Regions from separate parts of the Anser cygnoides genome. Here region 2 is linked to region 1. A link is a contact called in public Hi-C data. All regions are on one chromosome and are shown on one strand. Each heading gives the region's core, a stretch centred on a gene start, on an enhancer-like site or on the middle of the called end of the contact. The rest is flanking DNA. Distances are from core to core; before and after follow the strand shown. Region 1 holds the start of SLC16A2 (solute carrier family 16 member 2). Region 2 holds the start of CHIC1 (cysteine rich hydrophobic domain 1).

What was found. Hi-C and Micro-C count contacts between places; a contact is called where the count stands out from the background.
Region 2: a contact with region 1 is called in a Hi-C map of liver, with 1.6 times the contacts expected there. The contact joins the promoter of CHIC1 here to the promoter of SLC16A2 in region 1. A contact is called at or near these places in 2 of 7 Hi-C or Micro-C datasets (both in liver).

What each region holds. Positions count from the first base shown.
Region 1 is chr13:5,003,043-5,005,975 of Taihu_goose_T2T_genome, reverse strand. SLC16A2 (solute carrier family 16 member 2) reads left to right here and starts at 1,571. Exons shown (of 6, transcript XM_048070656.2): 1 at 1,571-2,078. The coding sequence starts at 1,586.
Region 2 is chr13:5,207,714-5,210,646 of Taihu_goose_T2T_genome, reverse strand. It overlaps CHIC1 (cysteine rich hydrophobic domain 1), which reads left to right and starts at 1,545. Exons shown (of 6, transcript XM_048070551.2): 1 at 1,545-1,815. The coding sequence starts at 1,634.

The DNA.
Region 1 (2,933 bases), core at 322-2,821:
CAAAAGAAATGAGGCATGCACAGAAACCGCCCTTCACACCTCTTCACCTGGTTGGCGAAGGTGAATGGGCAGCTGGAGAGAACACAGCGCTGCAATTTGGAATGGCAAAACGAAGCCCAACGTGGGGCTCGACGCCTGGAAAGCCCTCGGGGCGCTGGCTTCTCACCGTGACAAGCCCCAGCCTCCGGCCTCTGTGTTCCAGCCTCCCTGCCAGGGGGTGACTGCTGCCTTAACGCTGCCCCGAAAATGTTTGTTCCCCCGGGAGGACAGTGTGTCGCCTTTGTCAGGCCAGATGTCACGGCTGTCGCAGCCAGGGCTGAAAGCTACAAAGAAAAGCCTCGCTAATGACGGGCATGTGGGGCCGCGGCTGTGCCAGGCATGACAATGTCCCGGCTGGAGCTGGGTTTTTTGTCTGGGCACCAGAAGCTGCCAGCAATGTTTTGTCTTCGATGCTGGCTCGGAACAGCCCTGCGGCGGGGCTGGAGCCCCCCGACACCGTGCAGCGCCCAGGGAGGTCGCAGCCTGCTGTTAACTCCTGTTCTTTTCCAAGGGCACATCCCTCCGATACGATTCCCGCGGTGTTTTTGTAAGATATTCCCACCCAGCCTCCCTTCCCTGCTGCTTTTTTTTTTGGAGCCACCGACTGCTTTTTATTGGAGCCACCGACCCCTGTGCCCCCCCGGCTCTGTTTGGCGTCCCACCAGGCGATGCTGCCGGCTGGGGCTCGGCACGAGGTGGGCAGGATACGACCCCACGAGGGCCTGCCGAGACCACGGGGGGGGAAAAAATCCCATCGGGATGCCGTGTGCGGTGGGGAAGGGCTCCCCCATTTTCCCTTGGGTTTCAGCTGCACTCTACCGAGGGGGCTGAAAGGGCAAGCCCGGAGCCCCCCCGCCGCGGGGCTGAGACCTGGGAGCTGCGGCTGCGAGCGTCGGCAGGGGGCAGTGGAAGATGCTCCCATCCTGCTGCTGCCGAGTCGGGGATCCGGGGAGGAGACTGCGGCGGAGGAAGGGGAATAAATCTGCAATTCCTCCGGCGGCGGGGTCGGGTGGCGCTGGTGGGGGCGCAATCCCGCCGCGCTGGAGTAAATCGGGGATGTAAATGAGAAATAAAAACCCCTGCGTAAAAACGGCCGGGGGGAGGGGGGCGCACAGCCAAAGAGCCGCCGGCTTTTTGGGGACCCCCCCCTCGAGGCCGCCCCATATCTGCCTGCCCCCTGAGCCGCCTTCACCTGCCGCGCGAGGGGTTCCCCCCCCCCCCCCCCCCCGATCCTTTATTCCTCTCCCACCACCCCAAAAACAAAGCACAACACAACACCCTCCCGGTGCTGCCCCACTTTAGGGGAGGGCTGGGGGCGGCGCTGGCGGGGGCCCGCCCCGGGGCTGTGCCCGCCGCAGGATGCGGTGGCGGCGGCGCTGGGCGATGCGGGGCGGCGGCGGGACCCGGGGCCACCCCTGAGCCCCTCGGGGACCCCGGCCGGGGAGGGCTGGGCGGGTCTTGGGGTGGGCCGGGGGGGAGAAAGGGCCGGGCGGGGGGGGCGCGAGGGGAGGGGGTGGGCGCGCAGGTAGGGGCCGGGGTTGGGGCGATGGAGGAGGAGGAGGAGGATGGAGGCGGCGGAGGAGGGGAGGCGGGGAGGGAGGCTGCGGCAGGAGGGGGCGGGCGGGGGGGCCGGCCGGGGGGGCCGGCGGGCATTTGGGACCGGCTGCGGGGCAGGCGGGCGGCGGGCGGCGGCCGGAGCGCGGCCGCGATGGCGCAGCGACGGGCGGCGGGCAGCGAGGGGGAGCCGGGCACCGGCACCGGGACCGGCACCGGGGACGGGACCGGGACCGGGGACGGGACCGGGACCGGGGACGGGACCGGGAATGGGAACGGGAACGGGGCCGGGAACGGGGCCGGGAGCGGGGCCGCCGCGCCCTTCCAGCCCCCCGAGGGCGGCTTCGGCTGGGTTGTGGTCTTCGCCGCCGCTTGGTGCAACGGCTCCATCTTCGGCATCCACAACTCCTTCGGGATCATCTACACCATGCTGCAGAGCGACCTGGGCGAGGGCGAGAACGACCCCGCGCTGGAGTTTAAAACAGGTACGGGACCCCCTTCCCGACCCCCTTCCCGACCCCCTTCCCGACCCCTTTCCCATCCCGGCCCCCCGGAGCCTCCGCTGGAGGCATTGAACTGTGCTTGCTCCCTGCCCCCGCCATCCCTGCCCTCCTTACTATATTTATCTCTGGCACTGTCATGTGTTTCTAAGCTACTACGTACTCAATTAAAAGTAATTCATCCGAAAAGCGTGCCCGCACCCCGTCCCGCCCGCCCGCCCCGCGTTTTGGCGTGAGGAGCAGGCGGCGTGTGCCGGCCACCCGCTTGTTGGGTTTGCCTCTTGATTCTCGGTGTGGGTTTTCTGGGCTGCCTGCCTGCCCTATCTCTGGGATCGGGGTGGGAGAGCATCTGCCTGGCAGCCACGCTTCCTCGAAGCCACGGCCACCCGGCGTGCGTGGGTCCTGAAGCGCTGCCATGGGGCCTCGTCCCCAAACGGTGCCTTTTGGTGGGACCAAAAACCAGCTCGAGGCTGCGTTGTGTTAACGCTGGGCACGGGGAAGTTTCTCATTTTGATGTCTCTGCTGTTTGAGTGGAGTTGGCAGAGGGACCCCAGCTGCAGGGTGCAGGCCAGGGGCCCCCGAGGGACGCCTGCCTTGTCCCAGGGCTCGGCATCCTCCAGGAGCAGGTCACCTCCGTCCCCGTGGTGTGCACCGTGGCCCAGCTTGCTGGGTAGGAACAAGTGCTTGTGGTTTTGCCATCACTCCGGATGAGGCTAGGGCTATCCAGGGGATGTCAAGGGGCTCAAACTTGAATTTTGGGGACCACCACTGCCCAAGCTGCCCCATGCATTGGTGACCCCAGCCATGGGCACACAAGGAGGAAAGCAATGCTGGGCTGCA
Region 2 (2,933 bases), core at 296-2,795, 200 kb before region 1:
CCCAAGATCCTACATTTAGCTTGGTCTCACAGGAAATACTGGACAAAACGATAGTTGGTTACATTCCCTGCAGTTATATTTTAAACTGCATTACCTTTCTCCTGGACAGTTTGCCAAAGCTGACAAGAACAAAGATAACAGCTAAGTGTTAAAATCTGTAATACCGATGCACTGCATCAAACGTATAATTTCTTACAGTGTTCTCAGCTATGATTAAAAGTTATCTTCTTGACTTTCAGATCAGTTAAGAGTAGACATCCCAAATTTAACTGAGAATAAAATAAAAGCCCACACATTATTAGTAACCCTTATAAGTCTTCATTTCAGCGGTTTCAAGACTTTCTTTCCATGGATTATGAATGGTAATCTCAAGTATAGAATGGAAGTTGAGTAGAAAACAATTTAGATTATCAGTTAAAGCATTACTTTCACCTTTTCAACTTGTTTCTAAACAGGACACCTTTTTAACATTTGATCAATGACAGCAAAATACGTTCTGCCCCACACTTACTTTCTCTGTAATTCATCCATAATATTAATCACTAATAAACTCACTTTAACTCACATTACTTTTTTACTCATATTGCTTAATAATATGAGATCAAAATGGAATATATAATTTCATTAAAAAAATTCTACCTCAGTTATAATTTTTTATTTTCCTCAAGCATCAGAATGTGATTTACCTGCAACTCCACCAAAGTTGTGCAGAATGTTGAAGTACAAGTGTGTGGCACAGATAAAACTGTAGCGCATACAATTTTGATTTCAGAATCAGCAAAAATTTTCAAAATAAAATCGGCTGCTTTTTGCTACTGTGTAGAAAGTCCTAAAAAACAGCGAAGAGAATTTATGAGGAAAATTCTTTCCTAAGAATAGCAGACAGGCGCAGAAACCCATTCTTCCCCTCAGTTAGGGGATAGGTGAGCTTCCTTCCTCAGAGAAGCTGTAAGACACAAATTCAGATTTGGCCACACTCTAAACCAAATGCATTACTTTAAAGTACCTACACTAACACACTAAGAAGAAAAAAGAAATTATGTCAGAACCTTACTTCTGATTCCTAGCTTGCCATTCAAGACACCAATACTTTTCTTTAGCTCACTTCTGACTTGCAGTAGGGGACTAATCTAAGTGCTTAAACTTTAAACTTAAATGCTCAAATTTTAAACTTAACAACAATCACCTGCACACAGGTGGGGACATCCCTCCCCTCTCAACCAGTCTGAGATTTTTTTTTTTTTTCCTTTTCCAGCTGTGGAACTCCTCCTAAGGGGCTTTGCTTCCCTCTCAACACAACACCCCCATTTATTCTGGACTCGTTTTTCAAAAAGAATTAAACAAAGAAAAAAAGAGAGAGAGAGAATCGTTTGAAAATGATATTTGAAAACAATATCCTCATCGGAAATCCACTTAAACAACTCCCTCGTTCCGACTCCCCCTCAGCCTCACCTCGCGCCCCTCTGCGAAAAGGCGGGAAGAGCGCGCGCCGCCCAACGGCCGCCACCACACCTGAGGTGCCGGCGTCGGCGCCAGTGCGCCTGCGCGCCCGCCTCTCCCCCTCCCCTCCCTCCCCCCCCCGGAGCAGCACTGCGCATGCGCGCGGCCGGTCCGCGCCGGGGGTGGGCTGGCGATGAGCGTGCTGCTGCCCAACATGGCGGACTTCGACACCATCTACGAGCTGGAGGAGGAGGAGGAGGAGGAAGGGGAGGAAGGGGAGGAGGAGTCCGGGCCCGTGGTGCGCAGCCAGGAGCTGCCCCGGCCCCGCGATGCGCCGGATCCCGTGGCGGTACGGGGCGCCGGGCACATCACCGTGTAAGGAGGGGGGCGGCCTGAGGGGACTGTGAGGGGACAGGGGCGGTGTGAGGGGACAGGGGCGGTGTGAGGGGGCAGGGGGCTGCCTTAGGGGACTGTGAGGGGACAGGGGGGTGTGAGGGGACGGGGCTGCCTGAGGGGACAGGGGCGGTGTGAGGGGACAGGGGCAAGCCTGAGAGGGCAGGGGCCAGCCTCGGGGGACAGGGGGTGAGGAGGAGCCGGGCCCCAGCCATGCACCCCCCTGGCTGTGTGAGGGGGCAGCTGTGAGGGGCCGCTGCCCCCCGGGGTAGCGGACGCCCCCCCCCCCCGTTGGGCCCAGCCGTGGTGATCCTGGGGCTCCCTCCTCTGTTTTCTGTCAGAACCAAGGGAAACGTGCATGGTGCTGGGCCCAGCCCAAAGGTTTGGGCGCTGTTGGACGGATTTTACCGTAACCCTTCTCTGTCACAGCGGAGCCACGGAGTCCCCGTGCTGCACTGCAGAGGAGGCACGTGGCTGTGTTGTAATTTATTGACTCCAAAGTTAGTTTTGAGTTTTGTTGGGTTTAAGCAGTTCTTGTCATTGGGATGTAACGTGAGCTGCAGTGTGTTCTGCTCGCATAAACTGGTGGGACGCAACATGAACAAACTGACATAAACATGCAAAGTCTGCTTGGTTTTTGTTTTGTTTTTCTCACTATTCCTACCCCAATAAGTGGAGGAATTAGTATAACAAAATACAGCCACAACAACTCAGTGGTGGTGATGTACCTTTACATGACAAGGAGGGAGGTATCAGGACTTGTATTGCAGAGATCCATCAAGCTTGTGTTGCTCTGGGTCTGTCTTTAGACTGCATAAAAGAATGCACATTTCTCTCTGTGAATAGGTGCAGTGTGATCTAGCTTTCTGCAGCAAAGCACTAGGTGGGGAAGGCTCTTTCATCCTAAGAGAACTAATGTTGGATTTGGTATGGTGTCTGTCATGTAAGTCTAAATCAGGTTTGCATTGAGCTAGTGCCAGTGGGTAGCTGCTGTGCTGCACCGCAGTGTGCTTGCTTGTGTTGATGGAGTTTCTTTCAGACCTGACCCCACAGAGCATGCGGCCTAACTAAAGGAGGGATGTAACAAGCAAAATGTTCAG